Linked DNA regions of Mus musculus: region 1 is linked to region 2. The links are chromatin contacts, called in public Hi-C maps. All regions are on one chromosome and are shown on one strand. Each heading gives the region's core, a stretch centred on a gene start, on an enhancer-like site or on the middle of the called end of the contact. The rest is flanking DNA. Distances are from core to core; before and after follow the strand shown. Region 1 overlaps Cdkal1 (CDK5 regulatory subunit associated protein 1-like 1). Region 2 overlaps 2610307P16Rik (RIKEN cDNA 2610307P16 gene).

Region 1 (5,977 bases), core at 1,588-4,087, 1.3 Mb before region 2:
GTGTAAGATAGCTTCTCCTGTATCCCAGTTCCAGCAATGCTGGGTCTGGCCCGGCTCTTTGTGTGCTGCAGGCCAGCACTTAGCAGATGCCCTGTGTCCCCAGCCCCAGAGCAGCACTCAACGCACCCTTCAGCTTCTGGCTTTGTTTTGTTTAATTTGTTTTCTGTTGCTGTCTTGGTAACCTTATAAGGTGTCTCCATTTTGATAGCTTTTAGCTGTGATTTAAAAAGTCATTCTCTGAAGAACTATTGGCTGATGGTAATTTGAGTAAAATTGACAATGAGTAATTCAAGGGCACGGGCAGACCACTGTCATATCTTCTGCTTTCCACGTGAGAGCTGAATTGTTAGCAGACAGAAATGAAGGCCTGAACTCTGAGGGTGTCCTAGAGAAATATGTTGTGATTTCATAAAACTTTGTGAAATTATTGAAAAAGAGTGAAGGTGGTGTACAGACCTCATCAGTTTAAGGCACAGATCCTCGAGTGGGTGAGCTTGAAGCTTACCCGTCACAGCTCACTGTAGCCTCTTGTGACTTAGGCCAGGTGTGAGGCAGGTGCAGGCTGCAGTGATGAAGGCTGAGATCCCCTCCGCAATAAGGAAAAAGCTTTTTGCAGTTTTCAGTGATGAACCCCCCCATTGTCACATACATAAATATTGTTTTGAATACATGCTTTAATATTTTTGAAATGTAAATACCTTTATGAATGCAGTTAATGTTTATATAGTCATGTAATAATTTAATTAATAATAAAAACATTTTTTTGGCACATGTATGATAAAAACATTGTAAAAGGAATAAAATTATTTTTTCAAAATTGTGTATAGAAATGTGTGCATTACTTATAACAATTATGACTATATGGTTATATAATTGTAATGAATTAGTGTTGGAATTTGAAAACTAGTATTGTGACCCAGCAGTGACTGGCTCAGAGGTGTTTTAGAACTCAGTCAATAAAGCTTTCTCAGCTCTTTGAAGAGAGGGGTTCAACCCAGTGGAACTTCAGTAAACACAAACATGAGGTTCGACAATACATGTAAGAGTGTGTAGTTAAGGGGCTGGTGAGATGGCTCAGTGGGTAAGAGCACCCGACTGCTCTTCCGAAGGTCCAAAGTTCAAATCCCAGCAACCACATGGTGGCTCACAACTATCCGTAACGAGATCTGACTCCCTCTTCTGGAGTGTCTGAAGTCAGCTACAGTGTACTTACATATAACCAATAAATAAATCTAAAAAAAAAAAAAAAGAGTGTGTAGTTAATACATTGATTGAATGTAAGTTATGTAAGTTAAAGACTGATAGCTTGACTTGCCTCATCTGCTGTGCCTTCCTCGTATGCATTCAAGGTGTTTCTGGACGCCTTCGTGCAATTACAGAGCAACCCAAAAGATGGCACTATTGACCTGCGTTAGCATTTTCATTTGCTTTTTTTTTTTTTTTTTTTTTTGGATGGGAAAAAAAAGTGTTGGATGTCTTATCTGCAAATGTCTTAAATTGAGGTTATATTTTTTACATTTAATTTTCTGTTTTGTAAATGGATCCTTAATTCATGTAAGGCTTGCTGGGACCTGATTTCATTTTTATTTTGAAATGGTTTGGAAATTTGGTTATTTAACAATCATGTTGTAGATATAAACTATATAATCCAATATAATTAATGATAAAACCTTGTCTTAATGTGACAGCTAATGTTTCATAGGAGACATAGTTGCTGTTGTATAGCCAAAACCATTAATTTTTTGAAGTCTCTAAACCAGTCCAGTGATTAAAACATAGCAGGCATAAATAAACAATTTGTGTGGCTTTCAGGTCACACCACTCTGGCTTATCCATTTTGGAAAGTCATTTTATATTAACAGGACTTTTGAAAATTTAGTAAAACCTTTCACTGTTTCTGTGTCCTCTGGCTGTAATGTGATAGAAGGAGAATCTAGGGTCTATGAATAGCTTTTCTAGGTGAGAAATACAAAATTAGATAATGTGCCTCTGGCTTGATGGCAGGCTGCTTTCAACAGCAGCATGTGTTTGTATCCATCATCATGCAGTTGAACCCCTTCCGAAGTCATCTTGAAAAAAGATTTATTTTATATTTAATTGTGTGTAGGTGTATGCACATGTGAGTGTGTGTATCGTGTCAGTCTGTGCACAACATGTGTGCTGGTGACTGCAGATGTCAAAGGCATCAGATACCCTGGAGCTGGAGTTATGAACCTGCCTGATGTGAATGCTGGGACCCCAGCCCAGGTTCCCTGCAAGAGCAGTGTATGCTTTTAAATGCTGAGCCGTTTCGCCAGCCGCAGATACTCAAAGGTGACCCAAGTGTGATGGTACAAGTAGGACGGTCTTATGTCCAGTCAAAGGTATCTGTGGCTGTTTCCCGCTTGTACACTTGCCAGGGATTTTTACTGGAAGTAAGAAAGCACAGACTACTTATCCAGCTTTTTTGTGAGATGAGTGGCCCTTGTTTTGGGACCAAGGTCAGAAGTACAGGACCTTTCGGGTTGTCCTTTACTGCCCTTTATTGGAGTGGGGAAATTGTTTTGAATCTGCATCAATTTTATGTTTCAGCTTTTATGTATTTCTCCCCAAATTACTTTTTTACAAAAAGGTTAGTATGCCTTAAAAATGAAGATTTTTGCACCTTATTCCATTAGACCCCATTCTTACCTCCCTGACAGGACAGTCTCACTCACCACCTGTGTGTAGTTTCAGGAGTGACAACGCCTCTGCAGCGAGACGTTTGTTTTTATGCTCATGGTGACAGATGTACAGTCCCTGTGAATCTTCACTCTTCTTGCCGCCTCTGTTGATGCCAGTAATGTGATGCACATGTGATGTGCCTGAATTGCTTAGCAGTGCGCGGTTAAGGGAGAGGTTGGTTCCTCAGCAGCAGCTCCAGTGGGCACTGACTGACAGCCATCTCGACGTTCTCTAGGATTTGACAGTGGCCTTGTGAGTGGAGAACAGTCTGAGAAGTTAAGGGGTTGCATTCTGAGGTGGCTGCTTTGGAGGACTTGCTTGGGACTGCCTGCCTGCCTGCTGCATGAGCAGTGCTGTCCTTAGGGTGACTCTAGCTCATTCCTCTCTTCTTGGAGATGGGAAACTCTGTGGACTTGGTAGATAACAAAGGGTAGTTCCTGCATGACTCTTGTAGGGAAAATAGAAAACAACAACAACAAAATGCACTGTTTTTTTTTTTTTTAAACCTTTATTCCTAGACAAATGGACAATATCAGCTAATGTTTAAAACATGTGTTTACAAATTTCTTCCACCCATCTCAAGCCCTATGCCCAGGCTGTCTGGATTCAAGTTTGTATCTCAGGGTAGGAGTGGAAGTTATCAAAGGTGGTAGTAGACTGGCAACATTTCCTCAAGTAATCCAATCAAACAACATTATATATTTGTTGTGATTAAAAGATGTGCTGTGCAGATTCTTGCCTGGCTTGCTTCTGTAGCTGTCTCATAATAATGTGTTAATTTATGCTGATGGTCTTACCTCGTGACCCTTCTGTGTGGCATAGATATGTTAATATGTTCTAGCTTTTTAATTTCCATCATCCCTGTTGCTTGAATCTGCTTGTTAGTGCCCACTACCATTTATACTAGTCTGTGTCAAGGCCTGGCAGAGGACAAGAAAAATGTATCTCAGAATCAATTTCTTTAAGCATGCATTAGTAATGGAAGAAATTATAAGATAGACATAATTTTAATAAGACAGTTATGTCTGAACATTCATTGCAAATAGTAAGTACTCTTACTACCGCCAGCTCATAATTAAGAAAGGGAGTCGGGTCATTGGCTGTATTAAGCAAAGGCTTATGAACATCTTTTGATATTATTTTAATGTCAGTGAGAAAGTATCACAAGACAGAAAAGTAGGTATCACAGGCAGTTCTAAAGAAGCTAGCACCTTGATTATACCTATGTTTCTATTCCTTAACTGGAGAGTCATGTACTTAAATATTGCACAATATATGGTGGAGAAATTGAGGACTTTATGTAGAGAAAGGGCAAATCTGATCAAAGTTTAAATATTTAGATCTGTTACAGTGAAAATTCCATAGGGGAAATTTATAGACCTTATATACAATTTTTTATTTTGTCAACAGAATATTTTTATCTTTATTATAGAAAATATACTTAGGGTATTTCCTCCTTATATTTAGCCTTTTATATGGTAGGGACAGTAACTACTTTAGTTCTGTCTTAAAACTGTTTCTTCTCTAGCCTTTGATTAACTATTACTCTTAAGGATGCTGATAAATTTAGACACTGATAAAACCTGGGGAATGCTGTCATAACAATGACGCCGGCTTCTCTAGACCTGTGATTCTTCATGTTGAGGATGGTTGCTGTAATGACTAGTAAATGACTGCCAGGCATTAGCTATTATGCTTTAATGAAGAAACTTCCCATCTATGATGTTTTAAATTCCAGTACTTTACATGTACTCGCAATACTAATGAAATTTGAATCAGACACGTATTTAATCGGTTTGGACGTATTTAGATGTCTTTTAGTTGTATGTGTTTCACTCCTGTGTATCTTTGTCTGTGGTGAGTGTGCATTAGGAAGTGAGGCAAACTCTGATGGCTTCTTTGGGTAGTCAGTGAGTCAGATGAGAAATGTGGGATTAGGTGTCAGAGGATATGGGGGTCTTGTTCCAAAAATGGTTGGTAGTCAGTGAGCTTCCTCATCTTTTCTCAGGTTTTTAATTCTCACAAATGAATCATGTTGACTATGGCAGAAGTGAGAGGCCCGGTGATGGCTCTTCCCACGCAGTGTGTAACTTTGCCTGAGGTGAAGCACTTGATTAGAACTGTCAAGTGTGAAGCTCTATTGGAATCTTCTTCTTCCCTCGCCTGCCCTGGCCCACGCAGACCCCAGTCAGGTCATTCCTTAGCAGCGCTGTGGCCTCCATCCTCTCTTTCCCACTCCTAGACCACACTGCCCTTGTTTATGCTTTGCTTCTTACTAGGACGAGCCCGAGTAAGGGCCAGTCTTCTTCTTTTGTGTTCCCAGCACAGACCATACTTTTCCTTACAATAAGCACTTGATTAGGATTTTAATGGCTTATATTAATATTCATGCCATTTAATGGGGAGCAAACAGAGCTTGTTATATAAGTGTTTTCTTCTTCTTTTTGTGCTCTTCTTGTTTGTTGTTAGGTACAGGACAAGGAATGACTTGGTATAATGCCTGAGCAAATGCAGTTTAGCGTGTTTGTAGTTTGTAGTTAGCTCTTAAGTTTTTGAGACCCTTTCTTTGAACAAACAAGTAAAATGGCTTTGTAGTCCTTTTCAGATGTTGTGATTCATGGGCTGTGTAAGGCTAGACTTCATGCTCACAGTGACTCAGTAAAAAGGCACATAGTTCTTCGTTACTTTTCTCTGTTGCTTCTTTTCATCTTCTGTACTTACTCCTTGTGGCGTCTGGCCAGTGTTGGGCATTTCTTTCAGACTTGTCATTCCTTCTGTACCGGCCAAGCAAATGCTTTTGCTCTGGTCAGGAACATTTCTAGTGAGTTAGGTTTTATTATTGGTACAGTCATGGACCACCTGATCAATCCCTGTGTGTCACAGTAATGAGTGTTTACCGCCAGCCACCAGATTGTTTGGCTTGGGACTCTGATGTTTTAATCCTCCTGATGGTTTTCAGTGTGGACATTTTTTTTTTTCTTTCTGAATGTAAAACTAACCACCAAATACATTCTTCAGCCACAGCTGTTTTTATGTGGCTCAAGTTCTAGAAAGAGTGATATATTGAACTTAAATACGTATGTAGGTGAGAGGGGGGAAATGCACAAACATAGTGTTAGATTGTGCAGGAATGGCCAACTTACCCTGTGGCCTTAGTGACACCATCTTATCTTCCCAAACCACAAGTTATTCATAAATAAGATGAACACATGACGTCCAGTGTGCTCAGACTCTTTATAGATTCATTTATTCACTAGATATATGTGCATCACAG
Region 2 (6,013 bases), core at 1,179-3,678:
AGAACTTTGCAATTTGGCATCTAAACTCCTGAACATTCAATTTCCATTTGCCTACCCCCCCATCATCCTGGATACCCTTAAAATGGGGTTGATAGTAACTACAGAGTTAAAGGTATTCATAACCTTCATGTATTGAAGTTATAGAAGTGAGAACCCCAAATAATAATTTTCTTAAATGTAGAAGTTACATTTATTTTATTCAGCTTGAAAAACTGCATCCAAGGTGTATCCTCTTTGTGCACACAAACTTTTTAAATTTCAAAGGACATTCATTATCTATATAAACATTCTCTGTAATATCTGACTCTTGTCCTCTGTCAGAATGTTTGAAAAGTGGACACTACATCAGGTGGACACTACATAGACTTTCCTGGTACTGTAGATGTGACTAAGAAGGGCTGGGACTGGTAGTGAGTCTCAGTAAGTAGAGTCCTTGCCCACTGTGCCCGAAGACCTTGGTTTTAAGCCCAGCAGGTTCTAGAGTACGCATGATGGCCAGCATACCAGAGCCAGAGGCAGCAGGATCAGAAGTTCAAGGGAGTTCTTTGCTATGGAGGAAATTGAAAGCCAGCCTGGCTACATGATACCCTGGAGAAAGATGAGGAAGGAAAGGGAGATGGAGACAGAGAGGACAGAGAAAGAGAGAAAGGTGATTCCTCCTATTTTAATTTTTTAAGATTTTATTTCTTTTTATGTTTATGTGCCTATATTTATGTACCTTAAATATGCAGTGCCTGCAGAGGCCAGAAGGTGGCATTGGTTCCTCTGGGACTGGAGTTATCAACAGTTTGTTAGCTCCCTTGTAGGTGCTGAGGTTTGAACCCTGCTCCATTCATCTCTCCAACCCTTCCTGAAAGGATGAGTTTCCTTTAGACATAGGTGTTTTAGTGGAATGTATTCCATGGTTACAAGATGGTGAAAGATACCAGAGCCATTTCATTCCTATGCTTTTGAAGGTGAATAGAAAGTACTGGTGTTTCAGTGAAATGCTCTCTAATAGAAAGCACAGTGGCCAGACCCCAAGACCAGTGGGAGAAAAATACTCAAAAAGGATAAAAGTGACTTGCGATTAGCTCTGGTGTAGAGTTCAAAACAAAATCAGACTTTGCAGGTAGCATGAACATTTTTGAAACAAGATGGGAGAAAAATCTCACAATGTAGGGTGGAAGAGGAGAGTAAACATTGTTTTGGACCAAAGAAATTATGAATGAATAGAGAGAGGCCCATGGACCTTACAACTGAGCACCCCATGATCTGGCTATGGGGATTGTTTGAGAACCTTCTATGTCCACCTCATATTGTTTCTGAGCTCAGTGATAAAAGAGGGGAAATTCATGAAGAAAGAGGCTTTGAGAAGGGCAAGCCTTTTGTAAGCCTTTTGTTGGGATCACGATGGCACATTTCAGGCTAAGAAGTCATCTAGATTGGTTCTCTGACATGATCACGTTTTGTTTCTGTCACTCAGAAATACCCATTCCACACCGAGCTGAACCCAGCCATTCCTCCATGGCTTCTACTTCAGTAGCATATGCAGGTATTTTCTGCTTTATTTCCTTTGTCATTGGTCTTGCCTCCTCTCCTCCTCCTCTTCTCTGTCTCTAAAATCATGGTTACGGCCCCAAGTCTCTCAGTAGAGGAACAGATGGAAGTGCAAGAGCAGTGGAGACATCGAAGCTACTCGGAGCTTCCAGGGTCATCTGGGAACCTTGACAGCACACCCAGCTTCCTTGAGTGGTCTCCATGCAGACTACCAAGTAGCTTTACTCTTGATGATGCTTACATTGGTTTTCAAAATAAGAGGCCTTTACGAAAAGGTCAAAAATGACTTACAATGCGGGGAGAGGGAGGCGTTACTGTAGCCTGCCCTTAGTGTTTGCTAAAGGCCATGCAGTGTGCTCTAATAGAAACTTCTTCTCTTTCAGAGTCCGAATGATTCCGTAAATATTGTTGTTGTTTGGGAAAATATGAAATATGTTTAGTCAATAAAAAACAAAGCCTCCAGGCAAAGCTGGAAATAGTGACGTCAGTGACCTACTCACTGGAGGTGTGTGTGTGTGTGTGTGTGTGTGTGTGTGTGTGTGTGTGTGTGTGTTTGTGTACACACATGTTTTTCACTTTCGGTGTTGTTTCAGAGTGAAAGCAACAGATGCTTCCTTCACAGGCTTCTTGTTTCCTGGTTTTCAAAGCCTCTCCGTTTGTTTGGTTTTATTTTAAGGTCCAGTGTTCCTTAGTCCTTCTGAGAGCATGGGGAGGCCTGTCAGGCTATATGTGCCCCCCTCCCTCTCTCTCTCTCTCTCTGTCTCTCTCTCTCTCTCATTAACCCACTCTTCTGTGTGTGATACCAAGTGGAAGTGTGAGGCACCACAAACTGCTTTGAGCAGAGCCCACTTCCCTTCGCCCGCAGAGTGTAAAGCAGTTATACCAACATCAATCAAGGGAAACCCACAGGCTGAGCTCACACCGTTGAAGCAGGTGCGTGAGTGAGGCAGGCACACAGGATCATGGCAATGCCCTGGCACTGTGCCCACAAATGGCAGTTACGATGGTGTGTGGGCTGTGGCTGCTGCACCCTGCAGAGCCCCCCTCTCCCCCCGAGTCTGCTCTTCCTCTGAAACACAATGAGTGGGTCCCCTACCCTTGAGTTAGCCTCCTCTGCCATTTCAGCTTTCATTCAAATTTATAACGCAGAAGTTGTAAGGAAATATTACTTTGTTTTCTTTCTGTGGTACCTTCTGGAAAGACCCCTTTAAAATTATTCATCAAGCAAACCACTGATTTACTGAGATAAATGAAGCAAATACAAGGTTTAAAAATGTGTTTGTTTGTGCTTGGTAGCCTGAGGTGGGAGGACCACAAGATTGAGGCCAGCCTAAGGAACCAGTGGAGAGAGACCCTGGCTCAAAATGAAAAAAAGTAAAAATCAAATTAGTGAGGACTAGGAGGCCTGTTCGGTGGCAGCACATTTGCCAAGCTGGCCTGAGACCCTGGACTCATTCCTCAGTATAACAAAACAGAAATAAGTCCATCATCTGTACATGCATAGCACATACCAGTGCTTACATATATGACCCGTGACCATCTTCACATGTGTATATGTATACATGCTTGTGGGTAGATTATGTGTGATACTTAAATACACAGGTGTCTATGCATACACACATATAACCTCAAACCAGGTTTAAAAATCAAACTTCTACAGGTTGTGCGATAAAGAGAATGTGAGAATCTAAGACAATGACACGGTGGAGATGATTTTTAAAAAGGTAGAAGAAACACATGTGTGATCCAAGTGACAGTGACCCGGTCTAATCCAGGTGACAGCGGCCTGGTATAATATAGTGGCTCATGGAAATTTCTGTAAAAGTTTCCTGTCATCCCCCCCCCCCAATTTTTTAGTAGGTATTTCCCCGAAAGTCCCCCATACCCTCCCCCACTCTCCTACCCATCCACTCCCACTTCTTTGCTCTGGTGTTCCCCTGTACTGGGGCATATAAAGTTTGCAAGACCAAGGGGCCTCTCTTTCCAATGATGGCCGACTAGACCATCTTCTGCTACATATGTAGCTAGAGACATGAGCTCTGGGGATACTGGTTAATTCATATTGTTGTTCCACCTATAGGGTTGCAGACCCCTTTAGCTCCTTGGGTACTTTCTCTAGCTCCTCCCTTGGGGGCCCTGTGTTCCATCTTATAGCTGACTGTGAGCATCCACTTTTGTATTTGCCAGGCACTGACAAAGCTTCACAGGAGACAGCTATATCAGGGTCCTTTCAGCAAAATCTTGCTGGCGTATGCAATGGTGTCTGCGTTTGGAGGCTGATTATGGGATGGATCCCCGGGTGCGGCAGTCTCTAGATGGTCCATCCTTTCGTCTCAGCTCCAAACTTTGTCTCCTGTCATCTTAATAAAAAGTAAAAGTTGGGACTTTTGTGGCAGACACCGCTGTCCCTGTCTCTGCTTACTGTAGCCAAAGTCATCCCTACTGTGTCTTTCCATATCGTGGCTGATGGTGAGACCTTGGGCCCCGTCTCTTTAAGCTGCTTGCAGACAAAGTTCCAAATAGCAGAGAACTTTCTTGTTCTGAACACTGAAGCAATAGGATTTGGATATAAGGGTTCTGCCATTCACCGAATTATTACAGGATTCATGTACCAGAGTGATGACTTCCCAGGCCATAAAGGCACTGGCAGCAGGTCCATCTAAAGGGAGGAATTTGAGGATGAGAGCTTCATCCTGAAGCATACAGGTTCTGGCATCTTGCTTATGGTAAATGCTGGGCCAAACACAAATGGTTCACAGTTTTCTGTCTGCAGTGCCAAGACTGAGTGGCCTGACAGGAAGCACATGGTCTCTGGGAAGGTGAAAGAAGGCATGAGCTTCATGGAAACTGTGGAGCATTTTGGGTCCAGGAATGACAAGACTAGCAAGAAGATCACTATTTCTGACTGTGGATGACTCTAATTCTTTGGACTTGCGGGCTTCTTACCCACCATAACACTCTCTATATATCTCAGAAGAGTGCCCCCACCCCATCTGCTCTCAGTATCCTGAAATCTCTGCTCCCACTGAAGTTCTTGGGGTTCCTTATTTTCCTTTTTCCCCATCTAGCTAGAATGCAGAATTAAGTTTATGATTATGAATAAATGCTAAATAAGAAAAAAAGATAGGCCTTTAGAGATAGCTCAGCAATTAAGAGGACTGGCTACTCTTCCAGAGGTGCCAGGTTTAATTCCCAGCACCCACATGGCAGCTTACAAAAGTCTGTAAGTCCCCTTCCAGGGGAGTGAACTACCTCATGCATACAGGTCAAGCACTAATGTACATAAAATAAAAATAAATATTATTTTAAAAAGTGAAGGATGGAAATGGCACCCTTAGTACATTCTGCGCCTTTTGCAAAGTTTGCTCCTGTGTGTGCTGTCAGTCACGTTACCTGCTTTCCCCTGCTGCTTCATGTTCTGATGTATGTGATTTGTATCAATATATGTCCACAGTCACTCTTTGAACACTCAAACTGGCTAAGTTGTGGAATACAGAACAAACTCAAGGTCATTGTGTGTGCAGGAGAAAATATACTGTTAGGGGAGACATACTCTCTATCTGGAGATAATTGTCTAATGCATAAAATCAAAAGCTGTAGTATATGCATAGGCATAATGCCTGCCAAGGCACATTCGTGTCAACCCTGTGGTAGCACATGCAAGAGACTTAACTATAAAATTGCTTTATCAGGAAGTGATTTCTAATGGGTTTCTGTTAGAAATATCTAAAAGGTGCCAGGGTGATCACATGTATGTTAGCAATAATGTATAATGAAACACCATGTTTCACATGGTGTATTAACATGGAATAAATTTCATGTAACTGTGTTTTTTTCTTACATTTATTCATTTGTGCATTTGTTTTATGTGAATGTGGGCATATACATACTTGGAGTACTTCTTTGGATTCCAGAGGGCAAGTTGTGGGTGTTGGTTTTCTCCTCCTACCGTGTGGGGTTCCAGGTATGGAACTCAGGTTGTCAGGCTCGGTCACAAGTACCTCAACCCACTGGTCAGTCTTTTCAGCTTTGCCCTGTTTTCCTGAATCCAGCACACCCTGTGTGTATGCATTTGTTTACATGTAGGTATTAGGAACCATTTGGGAGTCTATGTAAACCTGAAAGTTGCTATTGCAAGATTATTTAATGTTATTTTCTCTATATATTCCTAGCAATGTAATAGTAGCCATTTAGTAACGGTACTAAATACAGAAACGTGCCAACATGAGATTAATCTATTATCAGTATATTCTTTACGTGTTACCTAGGAATATTCATCAAGGTTTGAGAAAGAGCCTCTTTTTCTTCCTTCCTCCCCTCCTTTCCTCTTTGCTTTCTTCTTGTTTCTTGATATAACTTTTTAACAGACAGTGTCATTAGCTGTTGATTGATAAATTTAGCAGACTTTTGTCTACGTGTTGATGCTGGGTACTACCAAGGGCCCATCAAATGTGCTCTTCCTGTGCAAATTGTT

The links. Hi-C and Micro-C count contacts between places; a contact is called where the count stands out from the background.
Region 1: a contact with region 2 is called in a Hi-C map of the P5424 cell line, with 4 times the contacts expected there. The contact joins two enhancer-like sites. A contact is called at or near these places in 2 of 15 datasets of contacts at CTCF or cohesin (large pre-B cells and pro-B cells), 6 of 484 Hi-C or Micro-C datasets (the AtT-20 cell line, the P5424 cell line, cardiomyocytes and 3 more) and 5 of 115 datasets of contacts at active chromatin or transcription factors (DN3 thymocytes, T-cell acute lymphoblastic leukemia, astrocytes and 2 more).

The regions. Positions count from the first base shown.
Region 1 is chr13:29,830,796-29,836,772 of GRCm38.p6, reverse strand. The region is part of intron 4 of Cdkal1 (CDK5 regulatory subunit associated protein 1-like 1); the gene reads left to right. Among named protein-coding and RNA genes, the nearest start is that of Cdkal1, 22 kb to the left of the region's middle. Within about 2 kb of position 2,837, at least 8 of the 459 cell types and tissues checked have an H3K27ac peak or open chromatin away from gene starts, as enhancers often do. A contact at or near this core is called in the P5424 cell line, where this site is marked.
Region 2 is chr13:28,509,191-28,515,203 of GRCm38.p6, reverse strand. The region is part of intron 7 of 2610307P16Rik (RIKEN cDNA 2610307P16 gene); the gene reads left to right. It also overlaps the pseudogene Gm6081. Among named protein-coding and RNA genes, the nearest start is that of Gm40841, 91 kb to the right of the region's middle. Within about 2 kb of position 2,428, at least 93 of the 459 cell types and tissues checked have an H3K27ac peak or open chromatin away from gene starts, as enhancers often do. A contact at or near this core is called in the P5424 cell line, where this site is marked.